Regions from separate parts of the Mus musculus genome. Here region 1 is linked to region 2. Evidence: chromatin contacts called from public Hi-C data. All regions are on one chromosome and are shown on one strand. Each heading gives the region's core, a stretch centred on a gene start, on an enhancer-like site or on the middle of the called end of the contact. The rest is flanking DNA. Distances are from core to core; before and after follow the strand shown. Region 1 has its middle 7.8 kb from the start of Gm30602. Region 2 has its middle 24 kb from the start of Gm41976.

What was found. Hi-C and Micro-C count contacts between places; a contact is called where the count stands out from the background.
Region 1: a Hi-C map of cerebellar granule neurons shows a contact between it and region 2, with 2.1 times the contacts expected there. The contact joins two enhancer-like sites. A contact is called at or near these places in 12 of 484 Hi-C or Micro-C datasets (the G1E-ER4 cell line, the P5424 cell line, cerebellar granule neurons and 6 more), 3 of 115 datasets of contacts at active chromatin or transcription factors (SST interneurons, embryonic forebrain and forebrain) and 3 of 9 other capture datasets (adipose tissue, liver and pancreatic islet).

Annotation. Positions count from the first base shown.
Region 1 is chr1:154,979,340-154,986,168 of GRCm38.p6, reverse strand. No RefSeq gene overlaps it. Among named protein-coding and RNA genes, the nearest start is that of Gm30602, 7.8 kb to the right of the region's middle. Within about 2 kb of position 3,113, at least 22 of the 459 cell types and tissues checked have an H3K27ac peak or open chromatin away from gene starts, as enhancers often do. A contact at or near this core is called in cerebellar granule neurons, where this site is marked.
Region 2 is chr1:154,885,033-154,891,564 of GRCm38.p6, reverse strand. No RefSeq gene overlaps it. Among named protein-coding and RNA genes, the nearest start is that of Gm41976, 24 kb to the left of the region's middle. Within about 2 kb of position 2,779, at least 12 of the 459 cell types and tissues checked have an H3K27ac peak or open chromatin away from gene starts, as enhancers often do. A contact at or near this core is called in cerebellar granule neurons, where this site is marked.

The sequences.
Region 1 (6,829 bases), core at 1,864-4,363, 94 kb before region 2:
GGTTATGCAGTGATTCTCACAGCTGCCCTCATATCTCATGGTCAGTGGTGTCTGATGGGCTTTCCCAGGCTGCCATTGGGGTTTTTGCTACTTCTTTGTTCACTGGATCTTAACTCCAAATCAATCACCCTTTTTGGATGAGCTCTGGGCACATTCACCTGGAATTTCTGAGACTAGGGATCCAAGTCCAGGCAGGTACCCAGAATTATGGTGTGTTAAGGGGAATGCCTATGTAAGCAGTTTTGGAAAATTGCCTAACTATATCTTGGTTGAAAAAGGTCCTAAATGTTGTAGACGCCAATAATAATTTATAACCTCTTATTTTAAAATGTGTTCTTGTTCACCCCTTGTCTTAGTCAGCATTTCTATTCCTGCACAAACATCATGACCAAGAAGCAAATTGGGGAGGAAAGGGTTTATTCGGCTTACCCTTCCATACTGCTGTTCATCACTAAAGGAAGTCAGGGCTGGAACTCAAGCAGGTCAGAAAGCAGGAGCTGATGCAGAGGCCATGGAGGGATGTTCTTTACTGGCTTGCTCAGCCTGCTCTCTTATAGAACCCAAGACTACCAGCCCAGAGATGGTCCCACCCACAAGGGGCCTTCCCCCCTTGATTACTAAGTGAGAAAATGCCCCACAACTGGATCTCATGGAGGCATTTCCCCAACTGAAGCTCCTTTCTCTGTGATAACTCCAGCTTGTGTCAAGTTGACATACAAAACCAGCCAGTACACCCCTAATTTTTAATTAGTAGCTGTTTTTTTTTTTAACTAAACACAAAACACAAAAAATGTCTTTGCTAGGAACTCTAGCAGTCTTCTAGGAAGACCAACATAGTCAACTAACCTGGACCCTTTGTGCTCTCAGAGACTGAACCATCATACCTGGGCTGAACCTAGGCCTCCCTGCATATATGTAGTAGATGTGCAGCTTCAGTGCCTATCCCAAAAGCTTGTCTGTGGGAGATGTTCTTCCAGCTGGGCTACCTTGTCTGACCTCAGTGGGGGAGGATGCGCCTGACTTGGTGTGCCAGAGAAGAAGGGGAGGGACATAGAGAAAAGGATTGTAGGAGGGGGTGACCAGGAGGGAGGCAGTGAGCTGGATATAAAGTGAAAAAATAAAAACATAAATAAAAAGAAAAAAAGTGTCTCCACTTCATAGGTAAATTTTAATGTACAGATGAGTCCTAGCAATCATAGGCTGTGTGGGGACATGTCTAGGACCCCCACACATACCCTCTCCTTTAAAAGATTGGTGGCTTTGTCCTTGACAATCCTGTCGGTGTGTGTCCTAAAGTGTGGGACACAGCCAGCCATGCCTGAAGTTTTTCTGTCCAGGTATCCCTTCTTTCTTTTTTCTCTCTCTTTCTCTCCTACAGGGCCTCCCTACATCATCCAGGATGGCCTTGAGCCTTCTCTCTCATCCATTCAGCCTTCTGAATGCTAGAATTACTGGTAAGCACTGTACCTGGCTGGCATTTTCTTTAGAACCTATTAGCAGCATCTACATGCAACTTTGGATACTTCCATCCAGGAAATGGGGCTTACCTTTCTCTATATTTTGTCTCACCCCCCCCCCCCCAATCACACTACAGGCCCCCTAAGGACAGAGTTTGTTTTTCTAAGAACTTTCCTATCCTGGGCTGCTAGAGATATAGTCTCATGGGCTCTACCACTGAGCTACATCCCCAGTTACCAACGCTTTCCCATCGCACATAGCCCATAGGAGTGATTCACCAGAAGTTCATTGGCTTATTTGATTAATAATGCCTACAGGGTTTTCAAAGTTTTGAACATTTACTACCTATTTAATTAAAAAAGGCAGAGTGAGTGGCTATTGTCTCTGCTGTGCATAATTGGAAAATCTGGCTGAAACACTGCATCTGGGAACTGGAATTAGACACCATTCCAAGGTAAGGCAATTACAAACCATTTTATGTAGACGTTAGTCTGAGTCCAAAGTTGTTTAGAGAAAGCGGACATTTTCTTTAGCAGTATGGTCCTGCTGTCCCTGTATGTCAGGAAGCCTTTGCTTCCGGTTACTTGAAAACTCTTGAGTTGTCTTAAGTGTTTATCTTTATTTTGTCCACACTGATTGCCATTCAACATTAGCAGCATCAGCTACCTGCTTAGAATCAGCGACCTGCTTAAGATCTTCAGTGAGTAGAAACCCATGTTCCTCCGTGACTGACCATGTGGGTAGGCTGTTCTTGCTCTTTCTAGGAGAGAAGAGCTTGCTTCTGCTAGGTGCTTCCTATCTCGGGGTCTTTGCACATTCTGCCTCTCTCTCTGCCTGCTGTTTCTCTAGTTCTTCATCCTGTTAGCATCTAATGAACTCTTGACCCGGCAAAAGAGAGTTTTCAATCACTGGTCACAGGGAGGCCCTTGTGCCCGGACTGCGCAACAACAATGTACTTACACTCTGGACGGAAGGTTACAAAGTTTCAAATAATTTTATCAGTTACTGTTGTGATCTGTATTCTCTACTAGGTGCAGATTCCGTGAGGCAGGAACCTGTCCGGTTTACTCTCTGATATGCTCCTCCAGCCTCATCCTGGCTTATCATACGGCAGCAGCTCAATAAACACAAGTGTCAGCTAGAAGGCCAAAGAGGGTGCGCGAGGCCTTGGCTGGAGGCCACCTTCGGACAGCTGGCCTGGCCAGCAGGCTGGTGGCTGCTTCTTTGTGCTTGGCCCTGCCCCAGGTGCTTAGACTCACAGACAGAACTTCCTCTCACTCTCCACCCTAGCCTTTGTCATAGGGTGTAAGAAGGCCACCAGGGGGCTGGTGACAATGACTGAGGAAAAGCTCTTTGGAAGACTCCCACAGTCCATCTTTCCCCGGGACCTCCAAGCATTTGCCAGACAGAGGGAATGGATTTGGTGATTTGTCTTCTCAGGGAGATGAGTCCAGATGAAATGTTAAAAGATGCTATTGTTCGAGGTGACAGGGAACAGACTAGCATTGCGCCTGGCTTCTCACTTGGGAGTTGGTGGATAAAAGAATGATCTAGCTAGAGAAAAGGAAATCAGCATCCAAGGCCTTTCCAGCTGCTCAGCCATAATGCCAATCCAAGAGCTGACCTTTAATGTGGGTGAGAGAAGCCAGCCTGCTGGGACAGACCAGAAGAGTCGAGCCAAGAGTCATCGATGGCAAGGCTAACCTGACAGAGGGTGGAGCAGCCTCTTATGGACTCGATAGCGGCAATGTAGGCTTGAGACAAGGCCACGGGCTACACTGGGCTTCTGTGGAGGCGGCAATTCTGGGAAGAGCATGGGAAGCAGGAGATGTCCCTTCTGGTCCCCACTTCCGGGATAGACAATGACATCTGAGGATAAAGGTGGGAGATATCACCCATCTTCAATGAATGATTAGTACTGGCAAAGCCCATGTAGATGAATTAATTCCAGTCTCTGAGAATATTTGCTCTAGTTCTCAAACAATGAAACACACTTTGGAGAGATGAAATGAGTCACCGGAGTTCCTGGCTAATAGTGGCATGACCTTGGTACAACTTGGTTCTTCCCAATAAACTAGAGGTTTGGGTCAGCTTTGCAGCTCTCTAGAGACGGACTGCTACCTCTTGGCTTCCCCCTCCCCTCTTACTTTCAGGAGCCTCCTCTTCTTCCTTCTTCTTCACTTCCCCCTCCCTTCCTCCTTTTCAGCATGGAGAGCTGTCAAAGGGTCTGCTCCTTACAGGGTCTTCTGCTTGTTCCATCAAGAGGGACTTGGTTCTGGTCCCCAGGGAGCCCTAAGGTTGTGGCATTAGAGGAGGTACTGATGGCCAGGCTCTGGAGCCCACAGTTCTTTCCCAGGGGAGATAGAGCCTATATGTACTCAGGACACTGTGGATGCCACTGAAACCATCTTCAGGTCTAGGATTGTGGACTAGAAGGATAGACCATTGGCTACTCTAATGACCCCACCCAAGCCAGGACAATCAGCTGCAGTAGAAAAATGCCCTCTGTCCCCTCTGTCCGGACCACTCTCCTTACATGTTTTATTTCCCCATTTTCTGAATTTGGTCATGCTTCTTGCTCTGGGTAGCAACATAAGTCAGGAGTAGCAGTGTAGTTTCCAGCCTGGACCCCAGGGGCTTGCGTATTTATGCTTAACCTCTTGCAGTCTCCCTGGGGACAACATGCTTAAGGTATCTTGCTGGCTGCCAAGAGTGGGAGGATGGGGCTGAGAGACAGGAACAGAGCTGCCCGGCTGAAGAATCCAACAACCGATCCAGAGAGGGCCTGAGTCTCCAGATGCCCGAGTGAGCTCACCAGGCATGGATCACTCCACATCGGCATGGAAACCATAATTACTTAGTTTCCGTGGATGCAAACAGCACCCACTGATGACAGCAGCAAATGCAGAAGTACTTTAAGAATCAACAGAAAAACCAACTAAGTGTGTGCTGGAGAAAGAGAAAAACGAAGAAAGATAGTTGGCTAAGCCTTACCTTACGAGGGATTTAGGGTCTGATTTCATCTTTTACATTGCAGATGAAGATTCTGAGTCTCAGGGAGGTGACCTCACTTGTTCCAAGTTATAAAGCTACTTTGAGAAAAGACTCCCATTTCTCCAGTCCTCGTCTCTTTCAGGCCTCTGTGCACACGTCTATCTTGCTCCTGGGCACTGCTGATGGCATGCCGGGTGATGAGAGTCTGAGGAGGTAGAGGGGGGTTAAGCACGCGATTCTTCATAGGAAACATACCCACTCTGTTGTCTCTTGGCCCTTCATCACATGTCTCTGTTGTATGTGAGAGGGAGAAACAGCTGTCATGTAGGAAATGGGCCCCAGTGTGACCTTTGGCTCCAAAATGTCAGGCAGTCAGTTGCTGCCAGGTTCCAGAAGTCACTGAGTTTTTCAGTGCCCAACTCTGGTCCTGTTCCCAGAGAACTGTGCCATAGCTTCAGGGCGATCTGGGCAGTTGGCTTATATTCTAGGTGAGTATCATGCTGCTATTGAGTGAAGAAATGCATGCCTTTGGAGACAGAGCGTGGTATGGGTCACCCGGCTGTACCCTCCTTAGCTGCTTGCTGGCTTTGTCTCCAACACAGTCTTTCTCCTCCAGATGGACAGCGGTGTGGTCCCAGGTAGACCGCCCTGTTCGAGTCAGCCTCAGGAGCCGGGTTTGTGTGCATGGTCGTTTGTGTGTGACCGTGCATGTAAATGTTCTTCTACCTAAGAGAATGGGATGGGCAGAGCTATTCTGGAGTGTACTCGATAAGAGATCTGAGCCAGTCTCATTTCCTAGAAAGAACACAATGGGTTTAAAAAATTAATGTTGTGCTCTTCAATAATCCTCCTGCCCCAGGTGTCCCGCTTGTCTTGTTTCCTCTTTCCCCTCCCCACGTTGGAAGTGCAGTAATTAGATCTGTGCTGGGAGACTCAAAAGATTTCAGCTCCATTATGAAGGGATGGAAGAGAGGAAGGTCATTGTGCCTGACATCTATTTATTGTAATCTTGTAATTTCCGTCTCACTAGACTCTGTGGTAGACAAGCAGGCCTAAGAGGACACCAAGAGGGAAGGTGCTGACCCCACTCCCTTCTACATGAAAAGGGAATGTAAGGACCAAAAACAGCAGCAGCCCTCTCTCGTCAGCAGCTATGTTGGATGTTCAGACCACTGTACGTGCAATTCTAAAATCCCTACCCCTGGTAGCTCAAGAAGCACGTGTTTCAGAGTATGTAAGAACATAAGATAAACCCTACCATTTACCTTCCCTCTCAAACATCCCTCTCTGGCTAGCACAAGACCCCATAAAACAATTTGTCCTCAGGGGGCTTGGGGACCTTTAGTCAAGGAATCACTCAGCTTCCACATTTGAATGGTTTTCTGTTTGATTCAAACCCAGGCATCTGAGTCAAGGACCCGGAAGCTGTTGGACTGACAGGTATGAGAAGAGAGGACTAAGCTCTTCTGCCTGCTCCTACCTGCTAGCCTGGACCCGCCCACCAGACAGCCTGGACCCGCCCACCTGCCGGCCTAGACCATTCTGTTTCCAGTTGTCAGAGGCTGTGGGATCAATTAGCACAGATACTGAGCTCCCTGCTCCTCACGGTCTTCCATGCCATGATCCAGCCTGGCTAAACAAGTGAGACTCACTTGGCAGGTTATATATCTGCCCATGGCAGGACTTTTCCTAAGAAAGTAGGATGCATGGGAGTAGGGAAGGAGCAAGGCAGTTTCATCACACTCCCCAAGGTGACCAGCCTATGCAGCCTGCATTGGAACCACAGTTTCCAGACAGGCAAATCCATGTGAGGAGTTTGAGCAGGTGATCTGGGGCCATGCTGGTAGGCAATTCTGTGAATGCAGATATTTTCCAGAGAAGGCTGAATAATATGCCTTAAAGATACTGGCTTCTTCCCTATGGAGCCAATACATGTTTTACTATTTTTAGAAAGATCTTCTTCTTCCTCCTCCTCCTCCTCCTCATCTTCCTCTTCTTCTTCTTCTTCTTCTTCTTCTTCTTCTTCTTCTTCTTCTTCTTTTCTTTCTTTCTTTCTTTCTTTCTTTCTTTCTTTCTTTCTTTCTTTCTTTCTTTCTTTCTTTCTTTCTTTAATAGATGAGCTTTGTCATGATATCTTTTACATGTGTGTCATTATGTGTTCGGAGAAAGATTTTGTAACAATATGATGAAATTGAGTATTTCAAATGGGGAGATTATCCTGGCGTGTCCGTCACAAGTTTCTTTTATAGAGGAAAGTGGAGGGAGATTTCACATACAGACAGGGTGTCTTAGGAAGTGTTTTATTGCTGTGAAGAGATACCATGACCATGACAATTCTTTTTTTAAAATTTTATTGGGTATTTATTTCATTTACATT
Region 2 (6,532 bases), core at 1,530-4,029:
TGGAATCTTGCCTGTGTGTGTGACTCACTTCAATAGCCTCATGCATCTATTGACTTTTTAAAGATCCTGTCTCCAAATATACTCATGGATCTATGGCACCAAGGGTTAAATTTTTGGTATGTGAGTTCTGTGGGGGAGGGTTGGGGGAAAACATGACAGTCCATAACAGAAGGGGAAGGGAAATGGAGAGTCACAATTACGTTTGTCATGATTAAATTCCTCTTGTTCTCCGTTTGTTCTTGCTATTATTATTACTGTTGTTGTTACATTATTGTAATAAAGATTACTGCCTACTGCTATTTGCTGCCCAGGTCTTTGTTTCCAGCTGGTTAATTATACTGTTCTGTTCCCTGTAGATCACCTAAGCATGCCCAAGTTCAGGCCTTGTGTGAGTAACTGGAATCAAAGTGAGCAGTTTTGTTCATTTAACTCCAACTTTTCTCCTTGTTACTCCTGGCCCATCTGTAGTGCCCATTCTGAGTTAGTTGTAAAAATTTGGGCAAGAATAGGAAAGAGTGTGTATTTGAAGAAAAACTGTAATTATATCCTCATTTGTATTCTAATGTTATTTATTTGTGTGTGTGTGTGTGTGTGTGTGTGTGTGTGTGTGTGTGCGCGCATGCGTGTGTGCCATGGCATATAGGTAGAAGTCAGAGGACAACTTGTGAGAGTCAGTTTTCTCCTTCCATCATCTAGATCCTGAGGATGAAACCCAGGATGCCCCAGATCTCAACAAATATTCAAATGCCCCCTTATATTTAAGCGAGTCTTTGTGCTACATAGTATTTTGAATTACTAGGCAAAAGGGTCCCTCCTACATGTGGAAAGGCATCTGAGAACCCAGAGGCCAAAAAATAATAGATATATAAACTTCTGAGGTGCCTGGTGGCTGAGGACCTTGGCTGTGGCTCCCGGGCTTCTGAAAGACTGAACTAAGGCTCTCGTGTGCCACTAAGTACCGTGAGTCTCTCTGTCCCTAGTCACGATGGAACACTAGCATATTGTGCCATTACTACATGTGACATGATTTCATTTCTTTGTTCAGAAAGTCATCAAAGTCTGAAGAAACCTTTGTCAATTAATCCCCGGGAGATTTCCCTGTGTCAGTCCTGCTGCCCTCTGGAGGCAATGAGGCATAAGTGAACTGTGTTGTAGCACTTTGTTTAACAAGCCAATTTGGGCTGGCTATGTATAGACAAGGTCATATCTAAGGCACACGGCCATCCCAAGAGATTTCTTCTCTTTATAATTGATGTAACCTTTATAGGCTGCATGTTGCTCTCTTGTCCCTTAAATTCATGTCAAAATCCTAACCTGTGGGAGGGGCTAGGAGTTTGTACCTCTGCAAGGTGATTTAGAACACAACTGTCAAGCCCATAGTATAGAATTTGCATCCTTGTCAGGGTAGGATGAGTTTCTATGTCTCTGTTGTCTGCCTTATAGTGAGGTAGTGTCCTTAGCCCAGAAGACAGTATCCCCATACCAGCACCCCATCTCAGATTTCTCACTGTTAGAAAGAATTGCTTGTTGCCTATAATAAGCCTTTATAATCATTCCATGATCCCGTGATACCTTGTTCCAGAGGCCTAAATGAAAGAGGCAAGAATTACCCAGGAGTCTGGAAAAGGTCTGTGGGGAGGAGAGAAAGCATGTGTCGGGGCCACTCTCTGTTTCTATGGATTTATATTGATCTGAGTCCTTCAGTTCTCTTAGAACTTTTTATGAAATAGTCAGTCTGCTTTATTTTCCATTCTGGGGGTGGGGCATGCTGCCCAGTCCCATGCTCTTAGACCCAAGTTAGGCCAAGATTATTCCGGGGCAGCCCGTATGTTGAAATTAGCTTTCAACTTTAGAATTTTCCAAGGTAGAACGAGAACGCTGGGAAGGTCTCACTCTACGATGATGTTCTTGACTTGAAACTGTCACTTAAAACGGCCCATGATGAAAGGAAGGCAGAGCAAACGAGTGAGCAAGCCTGTAGGAGGGAGCGAGCGGCATCTGTTGAATGGTGAACCCCAAGAGTTCAATTACCCCAGTTTCCTCCATAGAGGGTAACCATGGAAACCTCATAATCCAAAGCATCACCAATCTAAGCTACACACACACACACACACACACACACACACACACACACACACACACACACACAAGAGCAAAAGGGCAGAATGTGACTGTGTGTGCATGTGCCCACAGTTTAGTTATGGGTATACGAGTGTGTCCGTGTGATGTCTTGGCAGTTTATGTGTGTGCATAATGGAATTAGTATGGGCATCTGCTGCCACAGGCTTTCCGGTTCTGTTCTCAAACGTGGTGGAAGAGCGTAGGTCTGTCCTAATGTTTGGGTGTTACATGGAGAGATGATTAGGATCCGTGGTTGGGGGCGTGTGTTTTCAATCTAGTGGAAGAAGGGAGTACAATGGCTGATCTGAGCGTATAGGAAGGTTTTTAATTTATGCTTCCCCTTTAGCACGAAAGAAATGGATACACACACACACACACACACACACACACACACACAGAGGAAAGTCAACCTAGATCTACCTTGAACTTCTTAAACAATTGGGTGTAGCAATAAAGTCAGGTGTGATATTACCATCTTTTATAAAGCTGTGTTGCTTCAGGAGGCGTATGCTGTTTGCTTGTTTTTGTTTTCTAGTGTCTGTCTTCAACCTCACTGCTTTTCATGACTAGATTGTGCTTCGGATGAGGGGTATGTGGAGGCTGCATGGGAGGATGGCTTGGTGAGGGGAACTCATGAGAGTCTGCTAATGAAATGTGTCACTCAGTCTGTGCGCGATATCGAGAAGATTGTGTGTCACTTGGCAGATCTTTGAGGGTAGGCAGTTCCATCTGGATTAAAGGATTATTTGGGGAAAAAGCTGTGTGAGGGCTGGGGCTCCAAGCCAGGAGTGCCTGGCTTTCTGGGTTATGGGCGGGGGGCTGCACACTATATAAAACATGGTCCTTGCTGGAGCCTGTTTCAATTTAACTGGGACTCTCTGCACATAAATAGTGTGTGTGTGTGTGTGTGTGTGTGTGTGTGTGTGTGTGTGTGTGTGTGTGTGTTACTCACCCTTCCTGCGACGGATGGATAAAGGACTTCATTACTTAACACTGGGAAGAGCCTTCCTGCCCTGAATTTTTGCTTTTCATTCACATTGACAGCTAAATATTCTTAAACGCATAGGTTTTGTCCATTAAAAAAATATCTACTCACGGAGTATTTTTCTTACTTTAAACGTAGCTACTTCCTAGAAGACAGAAAGCTTCATTAGCATCTTCCATCAGTTACAAAGGACTGGCCACCTGGCCCATGTCCCTCTGGCAGCCACATCATAGCCTCCGTCTGCCTGCCTCCCTTATACCCTGTTCCCAGGAAGAATGGGGCCAGGCAGGAATGCTGAGGTGGTGGATGTCAGACATTTGGAAGCACTGCTATGTGGAAGGAGCCTTATCACTGAGTATGTAGTAACCATTGGAGTTTGCCTGAACGGTGCCAGAGTAGCCCTGAGATGGGCTGAGGGAAACCATCCCCTTGCTATTGTCTCCCTTCTTGCTGAGCCCACTCTGGAGCCTTTATACCAAGCTCATGCCTCTTTGAAGAACAGGAGATTTTCTCTTTTCTGTATCCCTTGTAATACTCGGTTGGCTCCTCCTACCCCCTTCTTTCCTGGTGTCCTTTGTGAGTATGTCCCAAGTCTTTGACAGGCAGTGATTCAGAAACCTCTGGTTATAGATGATTTATTTTTTCCTTCAGCATCTCCTTCTAAGTGCCTCCCAAGAAGCGGGCACAGGGGATGGAGTAGGGAGCAAGGCACTGTTCTGCTCTGTAGGTACTCACTCACCTGCCAACTGGATGGACAACAGATGAGCGGGCAATTGCAACATGGAGAAAAGGCACAACAGGGCTTAATCAGGGTTATGAGAGCTTACATGAGGAGTGCTGATCCTGTTCTTGGGAGACTGGTGGGCTTCTGAGAAGAGCTGATGTTGGATTCAGAGCCTATAGGATGAAGGAGGACCATCTTGGAGTGGCAGCGTGCTTTTCACAAGGGGAAGAGGAATTTTAATTTAAATTATTAGTTTAAAATCACTTTATAGTTGAAACAGATAGATAATAGATAGATAAATAGGTAGGTAGATAGATAGCAAAGCACATAGAGACAGAGTCTGAGAGATGGGGAATGCAGAGACAGTCTGACAGAGATGAAAGGCGGCCAAGTGGAGGGATGGAGAGAGGACCATAGAATCATACATAGTAAGAGCTAGCAGAACACAGCAAATGCCCAAAGGCCCCTATTTGAAGGAAAGAAAGACAAGGAGATGCAAAGAGAGAGATTGGCAGGCATCCCCAAGGTGCTTGAGGAATGCTGAGTCAGGAATCTGGATCTTCCTGTTTCTAGGAGAAGAGAGGGGAAGAGCAGAGACAAGGTGGGAGGGAGCAAGGAGAAGGCACAGAAGGGAGAGCCACTGTCAGCATCAGGACCAGGAGAGAAAGGAGTAAAGCAGAGACAAAATCTAAGCTGGTTTTCTTCTGTTTGCTATCTTTTCTGCCTTTCCCCACTTTCCTTCTTTTCCCCTTTCCAGCCACATCCTGCCTACAACTAGATGTCAGGGAACTGGTTGCTATGGATACTAAATGGCATTCAAGCGGCTGAATTATTAAAGCAGGGTCTTTTCTTTGAAGCCATGGCCCCAGTATGGAGTAAAGTCCCATTAGGCTGTGCAGTGTCAGCCATGGGTCTAGGCCCAGGGCTGCAAGGTGCTGTGCTGCCTGGGTAAAGACTTCCAGGAGTGTCAGTCACCTGGCGCTTTCCCAGTCAGGGTGCCTTAGAGGGTTGGAGGGAGTGTGTGTGTGTGTGTGTGTGTGTGTGTGTGTGTGTGTGTGTGTGTGTCTGCTGTGATGGATTCCTGTAGCCTTCCAGTCTGTCCTCACTCCTGTGTCCCTGCTTCCTCTGCCTTACAGCTACAGGCATGGCTCATACAAATGGGATAAAAATCAAAACGATGTTTTCTTTGTGTCTGAAAGGACAGCATATTGTTCAAATTGTTCGATTACTTGTGTTCAAAGAGGCAAGAAATAAAGTTGTAGGTGATTCCAGAGGGATGGCCTACATCATCCGGACTCTATCATCATGGGAGCAGGTACAGGTACTGGTGTTCTGGCCACCCATTCAGTGGCACTTTCCCAAGCGTTGGAAGGGGCTGTCACAGCGGGCGAGTCTTGTTTGTGGGCATGATGGTTGTTTGTTTTGATGTTGGAGGGGGTGCGTGTGGATGCTCTTCTCTGGAGGAGATTCCAAGCCAGTGAAACCATCCACCCGCCTTCTGTTTAGTCTAGTTCTAGAAACTTTCAGTTAAAAAAGAGAAGAAAAAGGCAAGCTCGCAGTGTGGTGTAAATGTCCCTGTTTATTGGGGAACAGCATTCATGGCTGAAACTATGTCAGTGTGCTTCTAGGTTAGGGGCTCAGGTGGGGCACTGGACATCATTTTCCTTCCCTCGGACTCAGTAGGTTCTGAAGTTGGTTCTCTGAAGTGGCAGAGCCTGCCTTTTATGATGTTTCACCCTGGGGAGGGACACTGCGGAGGACGCTGGCCTCTCCTACAGAAGATGGGGTCTGGAGGCATTTTAAATGAAACACTACATTTCTTTGTTGACTTGGGCTTTTTTTTTTTTTTTTTTTTTGTATGTGTGAAGGTGCATGTGTCATAGGTGTGTGCCAGAGGAAAACTTTCTGGAATTAGTTATCTCTAACATGTGAGTTGGGGATTGAACTCAGATCGGCAGGTGTCGGTGGCAAGCACCTCTACTCCCTGAGCGGTCTTGTGGAATCATTTTTATGGTTAGACATCCTCACACCTTCTCGTCAGGGAAAACTGATTTACAGAACTGTTTCTAGCTTCCGGGAAGCTGGGATGCAGCCTTTCCCTTTCCCTCTAATGCCCAGTGGAGCTTTGTCTGCTTTAATGTTGAGGCTTGTGACTCAGTTTACTGAAAATCTCACTTCCAGAGACTAGACTAACTTCTTTTTAGGCCACGTTCTGGCTGCTCACAAGGTGAACCTTCTAATCAAACTTTCCCGCCTGGGAAGTAAAGTGGGAGCAAGTCAGCTTGCACTTCCATTTCAGTCTCTCGGGGCTAAGAGCAAAGAGCTGCTGGGCCTCCTGGCTCTTTTGTCTCCTTCCATGCAGTGTTTCCCAGCTCCTCCCGGTATCAGGCCAAAGGCCAGTAGGGTGTGGTGTTGTCAAAGTTGAGTAGAGAGGGCCCCTGCTGTCCGTCATAGGACACTTAGCATGAAGCAGGCCAATTGTCCCATTCACTTTGAAACCTTCAAGGAAACCTTCAGAGGACCGATCAAGGCTAAGCTCAGGGCATAAGAGTAGAGAGGGACGGGTGCTATCTCCTACCCTCTTCCAGTCCTCTTCTTGTTCATTCTACCAGGCTCCCTCACCCTGCTCTCTGCTGGAGTCAGCGCAGAGGAAGGCTTGCCCATATGACTCTGGGAGACATTTTCAATGTTCTGAGAAAGAC